Linked DNA regions of Pan troglodytes: region 2 is linked to region 1. Evidence: chromatin contacts called from public Hi-C data. All regions are on one chromosome and are shown on one strand. The core of a region is the stretch at or near the end of the contact, and the rest is flanking DNA. Distances in the headings are between cores, read along the strand shown.

What was found. Hi-C and Micro-C count contacts between places; a contact is called where the count stands out from the background.
Region 2: a contact with region 1 is called in a Hi-C map of stem cell-derived neural progenitor cells, with 4 times the contacts expected there. The contact joins two enhancer-like sites. A contact is called at or near these places in 1 of 7 Hi-C or Micro-C datasets (stem cell-derived neural progenitor cells) and 1 of 1 other capture datasets (stem cell-derived neural stem cells).

The regions. Positions count from the first base shown.
Region 1 is chr15:31,807,112-31,812,413 of NHGRI_mPanTro3-v2.0_pri, reverse strand. The region is part of intron 5 of NPAS3 (neuronal PAS domain protein 3); the gene reads right to left. Among named protein-coding and RNA genes, the nearest start is that of EGLN3, 380 kb to the left of the region's middle. Within about 2 kb of position 2,648, at least 7 of the 24 cell types and tissues checked have an H3K27ac peak or open chromatin away from gene starts, as enhancers often do. A contact at or near this core is called in stem cell-derived neural progenitor cells, where this site is marked.
Region 2 is chr15:32,029,227-32,035,242 of NHGRI_mPanTro3-v2.0_pri, reverse strand. It overlaps NPAS3 (neuronal PAS domain protein 3), which reads right to left. Exons shown (of 12, transcript XM_054666466.2): 10 at 2,615-2,762. Among named protein-coding and RNA genes, the nearest start is that of EGLN3, 160 kb to the left of the region's middle. Within about 2 kb of position 3,797, at least 6 of the 24 cell types and tissues checked have an H3K27ac peak or open chromatin away from gene starts, as enhancers often do. A contact at or near this core is called in stem cell-derived neural progenitor cells, where this site is marked.

The sequences.
Region 1 (5,302 bases), core at 1,399-3,898:
CCGGGGTTAAGCGATTCTCCTGCCTCAGACTCCCGAGTAGCTGGGACTACAGGCACCCGCCACCACACCTGGCTAATTTTTGTATTTTTAGTAGAGACAGGGTTTCACCATGTTGGCCAGGCTGGTCTCGATCTCTTGACCTCATGATCCGCCCGCCTCGGCCTCCCAAAGTGCAGGGATTACAGGCGTGTGCCACTGCGCCTGGCCAAGAATAACTATTTTATGGCTCTGAGCAGGATGCTTAATTGTACCATGTCTCAGTTTCTCTTAACACATAAAACGAATAATTTGACATGCCAGTTACGTAAACCGTCCAGAGGTAACTAGCGTTCCTGGTTAACAATGAGTGCTTTGGAGTCAAGTGGGCTGGGTTTAAACGCTAGTTCTGCCACTTTCTTGTTGTATGATCTTGGGCAAGCTATTTAACCTCTTTGCCTCAGTTTTCTTACCTAGAAAATGGAGACTGTCATTGTACCTAACAATCTTTAGGATTACAAACCTTAATGTATTTAAAGTACTTAGAACAGTGCCTGGCACAGAGTAATAGCTTAATAAATGTTAGTTAGGGCACTTGTTCTTCAAGTCACCTGCTTGGGCTTCTTCCAAGCATCCTTTCCTTTCTTTCTTGTTCTAAAGCCTTTTAAATTAAAAAAAAAAAGTAATTATTGTTAATTAGGAGGCTATAAATATGAAGAGATAAGGCTCACAGAATGATTGAAATACCTCACACAAAAGGCACCAGGAATGCACAAGTAAATCATTAGAATAATAATACCTCTGAATTGTTTAGAATTTTATATATTTTCTGTGTATTTTCCACTTTTTAGACCCTCAGCCACCCTATGAAAGGTTTGGGAAATATAATAAATATGAATTGACTACGTGTAAGTGTCTAGAGTCAATAAAATCAGTATTTATTCTATAAAATGAAATACCCTTGTGAAAAAGAAAGTCAGTCTGTCCTTTGCATTAGCCCACAATAAAAGGGTAGCGATGAGGTATCTGTGAGAGCTCAAGTTATTGACATCACTGACCTATAAACATATCCCCTTCAGCATGATATACAGCACTTCAGTACCCTTGTTTTTGTATAATTGCTATTACCAAAAGCCTTTCAATTTCGAGTGCTCAAACGAGAGCAATTCATATTTCAGATAATCTGCCAACAAGGAAAACTAATTTCAAAATATTTGATCATAAAAGTTGTCCTCAGCTTCTACAGAGATAATTTAGTCAAATAATATCAGATAATCTGAAAGCAGTCTTAGCAGGAAATTGCTAGGGACGCCATCTAAGCAGCCTCCTTTTGCACTTATATAAGTGTACTGAAAGTGTAGGAGACTTTGACAGCCTGCCATATGTGATTTCATTCCATAGCCTACCTACTTTACCATCAAAAGTTATATCCTTTGAAGCATTGCCAGAATTACTTTACCCCAGTAGATATGCTAGATGTGCCCTTTAAAAGCCATATCATTTCTTTTCTACTCTGACTAGTTCAGGGTAGCATCTGCTCAACTAAATTCCTTTGAAGGTTAAAAATAAAATAGCCTACTTCGCCAGGCTCCCCTCCCCCAGCCCTACCCCAGCGCTTACGAAAAAATGTCCAGCGTTGGATGAACTGCAGAGAGCACACATTTTAAAGAAGAAGGAGCCTGAGAAATTGCCCTTTCGTTTCACACTTAAGAAAAATGAAGATTCAAGCTGCTCCAAGGTCACTGGCCTGACTAGCAGCAGCGGCAAGACCAGAACCAGGTCTCCTGGATCCCAGTCCAGAGCCCTTTCTCCTGCTTTTCCAAAGACTCAGTGTCTAACAGACAAAAGGATCCAGCCAGAAACTGACAATAGGAAACACCACCAACGGAGTGTCTTAATTTTATAAACAGAATATGAATGCTTGGATTTCATCTCCAGGAAACATTTGCTTTTTAGAAATACTCGTACTTGGCACTCTCTCTCCTCAGTACTGCTGACAGTTGCAGTCAGTTATTACACTGTTGTGACTTGGAAGCTGATGCCCCCAAACAGCTCAAAATTAGTAACATCATGATTCAGGATTGTCTGTTTTCCGTTCAGCTTGCTAATCTATGCTTCTTTTATAATTATTTTAAAAGGCACTATCTGATTTCCTGAGCACCGCCCCAGGTGTTCTAAGTGATAATGAAAGGATAAACATATCATCCAGTGTCACAGAGCAGTTGTGACATTTTAGAAATATCTTCAGTTCAACTCTTCTAATTTCCATGTATGCTACAGCCAAGGTTGCAGGCCCGTGTTTTTACTAAAGAGCTGAATGAGTCCCAGTAATTGCATGATTTACTTGTCTGCTCAAGTGAAAAGGTTTTGAAATGTAGTGGAATGGCACGGTCCTTTCTTGGTCTTTGCAAACCCGGCAACGTCAATTTTAATTAATGAACCGGAAAAACTATGGGGTTTTTTATTATTATTTCAGGGAATTGGTTCCTAGTCTCACCTCTTATTTTCCTTGAATTTGCATCTTCTGTCCTCAGGGATGTGTAGACTTTTCTAATTCACACAGATATGTACACAGGACATCACAAGCATGCAAAACTGCTGCTGTACAGCACTCTGAAGTGACCCTGGACAACTAGACTGAACAGTCGGATCATGTTTTCCTCTTCCAGACGACCAAGTTGCAAGCAACATTCCCATTGCACTTGGCAACCAACGCTAAGGAGATCTGTGCTTACTAGGAGGGATCTTAAAAAGTTGTCTGCCAAAAGAATCTCATTTTCCATCCTCATTTCTGATTGTTCTTAAAATGGAATGCCTCTGAATACTTTAATTTTTGTGCCTCTCTCTCTTTCCTTCACTCCCTTTTGATTTTGTAGATTAGATAACAATCTCTGTATAGACATTTAAAGCCCAAAAAAGGAACTCACCACTTAAAGGAACACAAATACCCCATCTGTATTGTAATACAAATAATCTCTTACTTAGTCATCTGGCAGGTTTTTAGCCTTAGCATTTCTTAAAGCAAGGCAAGCCTGTACATTTTATGGTAAAGAGCCAGATCTTTACCATAGATAGAGCTAGCACTATCGTTCACATTTTCTGGAAATATTTCTGCGTCTCCCCTGTTTATAAGGACAAGAACGTTTAGTACAAACGTTTTTTAAGTTCCTAAGAAATACCAAGTTTAACAATTAGGGACTTTAGCCAGAAAGAAGTACTGAAGAAAGTACAGTAGGAACAAATAATGTGAAGGTCCAGGCTATAGAATAAAACTCAGAGGTTCAGGAAACCATCCCCTATCTGCATGTTCCTTAAAGCCTTAGCGCGTTCCTAGTGAAGAACCAATTTTTTTTTTGTTTCCATGGCAAAGCAGCGCTAAACAGGATTACCTGGGGTCCTAAAACAATGTTTCTATTTGCGAGAGAAGGCCAAGAGGGAAGGGGTTTCTTAATATAAAGCTTGCTTCTCCAAAACCTAGATGAAAATCTAAACAGCATCTGTAATTCTTTACCTGATACCCAGATGCATATTACTGACATACTTCCTAGGTTCACCAAAACCCACACATGGCCCACAGGTATCTGTGTTACCTCTGCCAAGGGCCTTGAACTGCCTTGAAAACATCCAATCTAGGCCATATTTTTTCCTTCCCAGGGAAAATTTCTTTCTGCATACATTCTCTTGCTCTCAAAAAGTTTGCATAGTTATTGAAAGTAATAGATTTAATCTGCCAGACATTAAAAATTAACAGCATCAGAGAAAGTTTTTGTCTTATTATTGAATGTGGTAAATTTGCAGCTGTAGGAGCCTGAAAGGAGGAAGAGACGCCCAAAGGAAAACCTGGTGTGCTGCTTTAGTGAGCCATTTTGGAAATTATTTATATCTGTAGATAAAAATGCAGTAGGCACGAAAACCATATCAGAAAGAAACAAATTGTATGCATTTATAAACATATATAGGCATGTGAATAAACACATATTCACACAAAAATGCATCAAAAGATACTTTAAATAATTCAACTGCTATCAGTCTCTTTAACAATGATGATTTTAAGAAAAAGAGATTATATCTTTGGACTGTCATTCCAAAGAAGGGAGTGAGGATGAAAGATAAAAAGCCATAGGGCATTTGTTGTCTAAAACTGACATCAATTTTCAGGTTACCAGCCTAGTTCTAGAACTTATGCAAAAATCTAAAGTCAATTTCCTTATTACAGTCCTACTGAAATTATCACTGAAATTGTTGCCATGTTACTTCTGTCATGAAAACCATATCTTCTTATGTAAGAGCTAAAACCCAATATAGATTGAATGTGTGTGTGTAGAAATGAAATTTGGATTTCACATGAATTTAATGATTTTATGACCTCCTTCCCAGAAGGTCAAGTTATTTCTTATTCTTCATATGAGCAGTTTGCATTCACTCATCATTCTTATAGGGTCCAAGCTAACTGAGAAAGGATAGCTGGCTTAAGTGTAGAGGTATTATTTTGCATATATTGCCCATATAAGCACCACATTATGGACAGAAATTATCTTTACTTTCTAACTTTGCATAATAAAATAAGCCATTAAATTAATACCATATAGAAAATACTGCTTGTCAGGCAAAGAAATGTACATTGCTTTCCAGAAAACCAGGGACATTATATTGCCAACGCCTGCATGAATAATACATGGGTTAATTCAGAAAAACACCGTTTCATTATTTAAAAATGAATAAATTACAGACTTAGAATGATGACTAAATTTTCTTAATCTTACTTTTGCTCAGTGCTCTACTTCAAAATGAATCTGAAAATACTGTTTAATCCACACAAATAAAATGAACTAGCTCCTTACAAAGTATTTTTTTTTCTGACTTTAGATCCCCTCAACTATAAAATGAAGAATACTCCATCTTCCTTTTTTTGTCTTGCTCACTTTAAGTCCAGAAATTAAGAAGCAATGTAGGTTTTCGATTCATACATTTGAAAATGGTAAGCTTATCTTGAATTATCCTGAGATTCTATGATTCAGTCTAACAAGAACAGCTCGCTGTGCACAAACTTCCTGTGTTTTAGCCTCACTGTCTGGAAAAATATGTTCAAAGGAATAAATAAGAATAACATGATTCTCACGTACGATGACGCACATTTCTTTCATTTTCTTTCACAGATAGTGGTCTACTCTGAAGACCTGTTAAAAATCAGTCCCATTTGGGCACTGATGAAAGCATGAGGAGAGAAAGAAATGCACCTGTAATAAGAAATTAATTTGGAGTTAAAATAAGTAAAACATCCCCACGCAGTGCATTCAGGCTAAGCATAAAGTGACAGCCAGCAGAT
Region 2 (6,016 bases), core at 2,548-5,047, 220 kb before region 1:
GCTCCTGTAATCTGAAGGCACAAGGAAATCCTCCTGCTTCAAAATGGGAAATGCCTCTTCTATTTTTCCATGATGGCTAGCCAAGCAGAGACTTAAAATTGATGATTACTGACTCATTGGCTAATCTCTAGTGAAATTCCTATAGTAAAGAGTGACTGTTTCAGTAACTACTCTAAAACTGCAAATGTTCCTGGGAGGGGTAATTCACTAAAATGGATTATCAGGCATTTACTCCTTCGTGTGAATTAGCTTCAGCAGCAAAGCTTTCTCTAGATAATCAGATGAGACTAATGGTGGGAAGGTGGACTCCGTCTCTGAATACTCTGAGTCTATAATTCTGTTAAGTATCACGAGGGAATGGGAAGAAGACTGGAGGAGCAGTAGTTTCAGAACAGGGAAGGACAAGCCTGGATTGGGGCCTGGGTGCAAGGGTTCTGGGAAGGAAGAAGTGATGTGAAAGTATTGCTCAGGGAAGAATAATAGACAAGAATGTGGGAAAGAAAACCAAACTTCTGTAGCTGCTATATTGCCAGGGCCACATCATTTTCTTACTAGAGCTTTACCCTATAGAGGTGATACCAGTAAATGGCTGTCTTGGTGGAGTTTCCCCTGCTAAAGCCCATCTACTTTAGTCTTCTTTGGGGGCTCACAGATCACTTGCCCTACAATTTACAGTCCTTTATCATTGACTTCAGGGAGGGTTTTTAGGTCAGCTGAAACAGGTCTTCTATGCCTGAGATTGAAGCTTTTGAGGTTGAAGACTGGTCTTTGATACCTAAACTTCCTTCCTATCCATATGGGATTTGATGGAATAGAATCACCAAAGCTCATGAGTTTGTACCATCGGATCCTAGGCTAGATCAATGGTATTCAGAGACTGATTGCTTAGCTCTTCTTACTCCCTGCATTTGTGGGCAGAGGAGGAAGTCAAGAGGCTGATGAGGCAGTAAGAAAGATCCAGATAGGAAGAAATCTCACAGAATGGGAGTAACAACCACATAGATGACTTCAGTACCTATGTTTCATCAACATGGGAGCCAGACACTGCTAGCCCTAGGGTGCCTGTTTCCAGCGTTTAATTCTTACTGGTGATGGGTCTCCTTGTCACAATATCATTTTGCCTAGCAAAAGAATGTCAGTGCCACAAGACCTTATTCTATTTTCTGTCTGGCATGTGAGTTTTTATAACTACCTGCATTCCCTATAGTAATTATTCCATAAAACTCTATGTACAAAGATTCCTTGATATCAGAACTCATCTTGAACACATCACAAACACGGGGGAGACTTTGCACGGAAATCAGGCCTTAGAGAAAGCCACATTCAATACACATACTTTTACCTTTAGAGAGAATTAATGTAGAGCAGAAGAGGTCAAAAAAAGGAAATAGAAAGTAGATAAATGAAGACTCTTTTAAGTGGTGCACATTAAGGCCCTCTCTAGAGCAATAATCATTAGTGTCTGATTGATATGCTGTTGGTAGCAAGCACATTCATGCCTTCAAGTCATCACCAAAGTATGTGAACACACTCTGAAGGGCCAGTGTGCTGATGAGCCATGGTTGTTAGCTTCCCAGCTCCATTTGGCTGTCTCAAAGAAAAATGGGATTCAGGTACTCCCTGTCTAAATTATCAGCCAAAGGGCACCAACTTCCATTCACAAGACCTATTGGAAATTTTCCTACTCAGACCATGTGTGGGCTCTGCTTGGTGGCTTTAGGCCAGGAGAAGCCAAAGACCAGAATGATGGGGGTGGGAGTGAGCCAGGCCAAGTGCTGTGATAGTTTCACACCAGGATTGGTGGAGAACTTCCCAGAAAGCCTGCCCCCAAACTCAAGATGGCCCAATCTGTGGGTCTTGGTTACTTTTCTGCTAGTTTGAATCCAAAGGAAGAATGTAGACTGGGAAGGGGAGAGAAATGGTGTCTCACACCGGAATTTAGGAAGCAGTTGAGCTTGGGCTTACTTGAAGATAGACTGTTAAGGACACATTTTAAGAGCAGTAAAGCTTGCCAAAGATCACAAAGCAGTGGGCCAAAAAAAAAAAAAAAAAAAAAAAAATTGCCTTCAAACAATACACCGCTATTGTTTGATTCCAGCAAAGCAACTCACCTTGTTTACCAAAACTTTAATGCCCAGGAAGTCAAACCCTATGTAATATGCTAAGGGCATCAAAGGGAAGAAATATAAGAGGAATATAATGTTCCCTGTCGCTTTTCTCCCACTCTGTTTTACTTCATTTCCACAAGAACTGGAGTGTGTGAGTGTGTGTGCTGGGGAAGAGGAGATGCCTTTTGAATGCTTCAGCTGTAGGCTGAAGTCTATATTATTCTGGCCTAAGCATTTGTGGGAAAACCAAAGCAACTTCTGCAGAGATGCCCAAATGTTGACAGACCAAGAATGATTGGAAATCTTGAAATCTTTCCTGCAAGTCCCTTCCAACATAGTTTGATCTTCTCACATTTATTTGAATCTTGTGGAAAGAACAGCAGAATTGCCATGAAATTCCACACCAGGTACTGTCAAAAGATAATATTCACAACATGTCGGCTATTAACCATAGTGCTGCATATTTTATAACTAGGACAGAAATAGAAAAGAAGTAGAAAATATACCTAAGAAGGTAATTCACCCAGATGATATTCTTTTCATTTGCGTTCTTGGCATTAATAGCTATGGTGGCACTGGACTGTATCCAAATATATCCTCCGTTCTTCTGCATCCAGCGATAGTACTTTGTCACACACTGACCCTTATTCAGCACTGGGGAAAAAAAACAAAACAGAGGCATTGTATTAAGACTGGGATCAAATAATTTTTTTTTTTTATCTCTGCAAAACCTTAAGCCTAAAAATGGGAGGACCTACAGCAAGCCAGGGTGACCCTCTGGATGCTTAATATAGAATGCCATTAGTAGGACAAATGAAATCAATTCAGTGGAGCGGCAGCTCTGGAGCCAGGGTTACTGGCATTTGTAGCAAGACGTTATTCCGTTTTGGGCAGCCATGGTGTGAAAAGAATAAAAGGACTACAAATCTTTTTGGCTCACAGAACACCTAATGCGGTGTGGATATTGTCAATGGATTTGACATCAGATGGTAAGAAAGGCAAATTTGTATGTGATTTATTCATAGCTTTGAGGTAGGCCTCTTTGAGATTCTGGATATTTGAATGGTTCCAAAGATGCTTTACCCCTCGTCTTTGATCATTTCTCCTCCGTGTGAGCAATCTCAACCCGCGTCCTTAAATGTCTGTTCCTTTTGATCTTGTCTAACAGAATTTATAGTCCTCGGATGAACTAAATTTACACTGGTCAGTCGGGGGAGATTCTGGTGAGACTTCGCTGAATGTTGGAACAAAATAAATTCCCCAGTGGAGTCAGAGAGAAACACTGGCCTGAGGGAGGCACAGAATTGACTTGGCTGGAGCCAAACAGAGTGACAGCTCCACACAGACTCTGAAATATGGCCCCAAATGAAGGAACAAGTAAAAACAATCAGTAATGTGAAGCGGTGCCATTAAATACCCACTGAAAGAGAGCTTTAAAATGCAGATGTTAAAAATGATACTTGAACCAAAATCTCGCCAAGCTGAAATTGATTTGATTTGTATCTGGGTACTCCTGAGCTAGTAAAAGGGGAAAGCACAGTAAATCATCCCCTGAAATAAAGTGCTGTGGATGGGAATGGTTTAAAAGGGTGCCGGAAATGTGGAAAACCTGCTGTTATTACTTGGCTGCGGATCGCAGCAACTCGGCGCCCCGCGAAAGCTCACCGGCTGGCTGGCCACTAGAGGGCAGTGTGCACTCATCTACGTCGCCCACTTTTGGCATGTCCTTGTCTCCGTCTGCTAAAATGAAAAACCTCTAACTGCTGTAATAAATTTGGCTAAATTAGCTGCTAAATGGTTATCTCAAGTAATATGTATTTGCATTAATCATCTTGCTCTAAACCAGAACAAGCCAGAGTCCTAAAGACGTAGTAAATTCATATTGTCCATTTAATTACGGCTAATAAGTGCTTCATATACAATAGTTTCATGAAGTACATTTAGATTTTTTTTTTTTTTTTTTTTTGGAGGCGGGTGGATGGGTGTGAAGGGAAGTCACTTTGGAAAAGAGCTGTGTTTAAGGCTGTGGAAGCTCTTCTCATCTTGTCCTGAGCCACTCTTCCTGGCTCTGAAAGTGCCACATCCAACTATTACATCCATAAACATATAAACTTTGAAGGTTTTCTTCCATTCTCCTTTTTTTTTCTCACAGCACACTAACGGGACCGTTGTAAAATTTGGTAATTATGTCTTAACTGTTACTTGAAAAAGCCTCACTTTGATGAGTGTTTCAAATCATAACAAGTTTCATTCTGAAACTCCTCACCAGTTTAGGGTGTTTTGAAGGCCCGGAACTGTCACCTTCTCTTGGTGGCGTGGCTCCACAGGTTGCATTGTACTCTCCTTTTGTAGGCAATTGTAAGTTCTGCCATTCTGCATGCATGGCTTCCCAGGCTACAAAACTGCGTGGTGAAGCTGAAAGCAGTAAAATACTAACTCTGCCATACAGCTCTTCTGTCAAACCATTGTTGCATGCAACAAGATGTGCTTTTATTCAAATCCTCTCAACCTGGTTAACTATTAATAGAGGAACGATGGGTTATATAATTCTGTCCACTATTTTCACAGAGAAAACTTACAGCACCCCAATCAGTGGTTGGGGGTATAATTCTGTCTGCTTTGTGTCTGGAATGAGGAATAATTCCAAATGGTTCTAGTATGTTTAACAAAGGCAAAGAGACTAAGAAGCCCCTTTTTTAGAATCACATGGAGAATACATTGAGATGGCAGGCCAGATCAGCACAGCCTGCCTGGGAGTTCTAGACTAGAATTTGACCAAAAGCAGGCAAAATTTTAAAAAGAATTATCTCCATTTTACAAAGTATACAAAAGGGGCAAAGGGATAAAGGAGTTATAATATCAAATTAGAATCTGCAGAATCAATGTAAAGATCACCCCCTCCTTCCTGATAATACTTTCTCTTAATAAAATCCCAATTTGGAAATGGATATCCAGCCAAACGTTTGGCCTCCCCAGTGGTCTGCACGTATGTGTAGCGAAGGGGGCTGAAAGGCTTCTTTGCTAAGGGACCGTATGGTGTCATCTTTTTGAATTACAGTAGGATGACTCTGGGTCTACCTAAATGGATCTGTGTTTCCTGAGAAGATAAATCCAGCACTCATTTGTTAGGGCCCATGAATATAATAATACAGCTTTCTTTATCACCCAGGCCAAGGGTCAGCTAGCAAGAGAGGAGAGCTAAATATGAGAGAGGCAGGACGGGTGACTTCTGATGTGAGGAGGTATCTGTAAAAAGACTGAAGGGGAAGGGAATGGCTCAAGGCTTCCTTGGGGAGTCGGGGAGCCACGTGATAGCCCTTGACTTCCTGTGGTGAATACCACAAAGCAGGTTCGGGAGCCCACCGTGGGCGGCTGAAGAGGACGAGTTTGACTGACCTGTGGTTTTACCCTGGGCCAGTCTGACAGGCAGAATTCCTAAAGGGTAGGCAATCTCACTTGGTCTTTCCTAGGGATTGGTGTTTTCTGAATGAGACCCCCAAGCGCCAGTGGGAATCTGGATAACTACAGATACGGTGCAGAGTTAGGACAACATGTTTACCAAAATATCACCCGAGTTGCTTTTGGTTTGCAACAGATCTTGTAAAAGAAATCATAATGTTTGGGAGGCCAAGGTGGATGGATCACTTGAGGCCGGGAGTTCGAGACTAGCCTGGCCCACATGGTGAGACCCTGCCTCTACTAAAAATCCAAAAATGAGCCAGGTGTGGTGGTGTGCACTCGTAATCCCAGCTGTGAGGGAGGCTGAGGCACAAAAATCGCTTGAGCCTAGGAGGCGGAGGTTGCGGTGAGCTGAGATTGCACCACTGAACTCCAGCCTGGGTGACAAAGCGAGACTCTGGCTCGAAAAAAGAAATCATAATGGAATTTAGCTTCTTTAAAAAATGAAA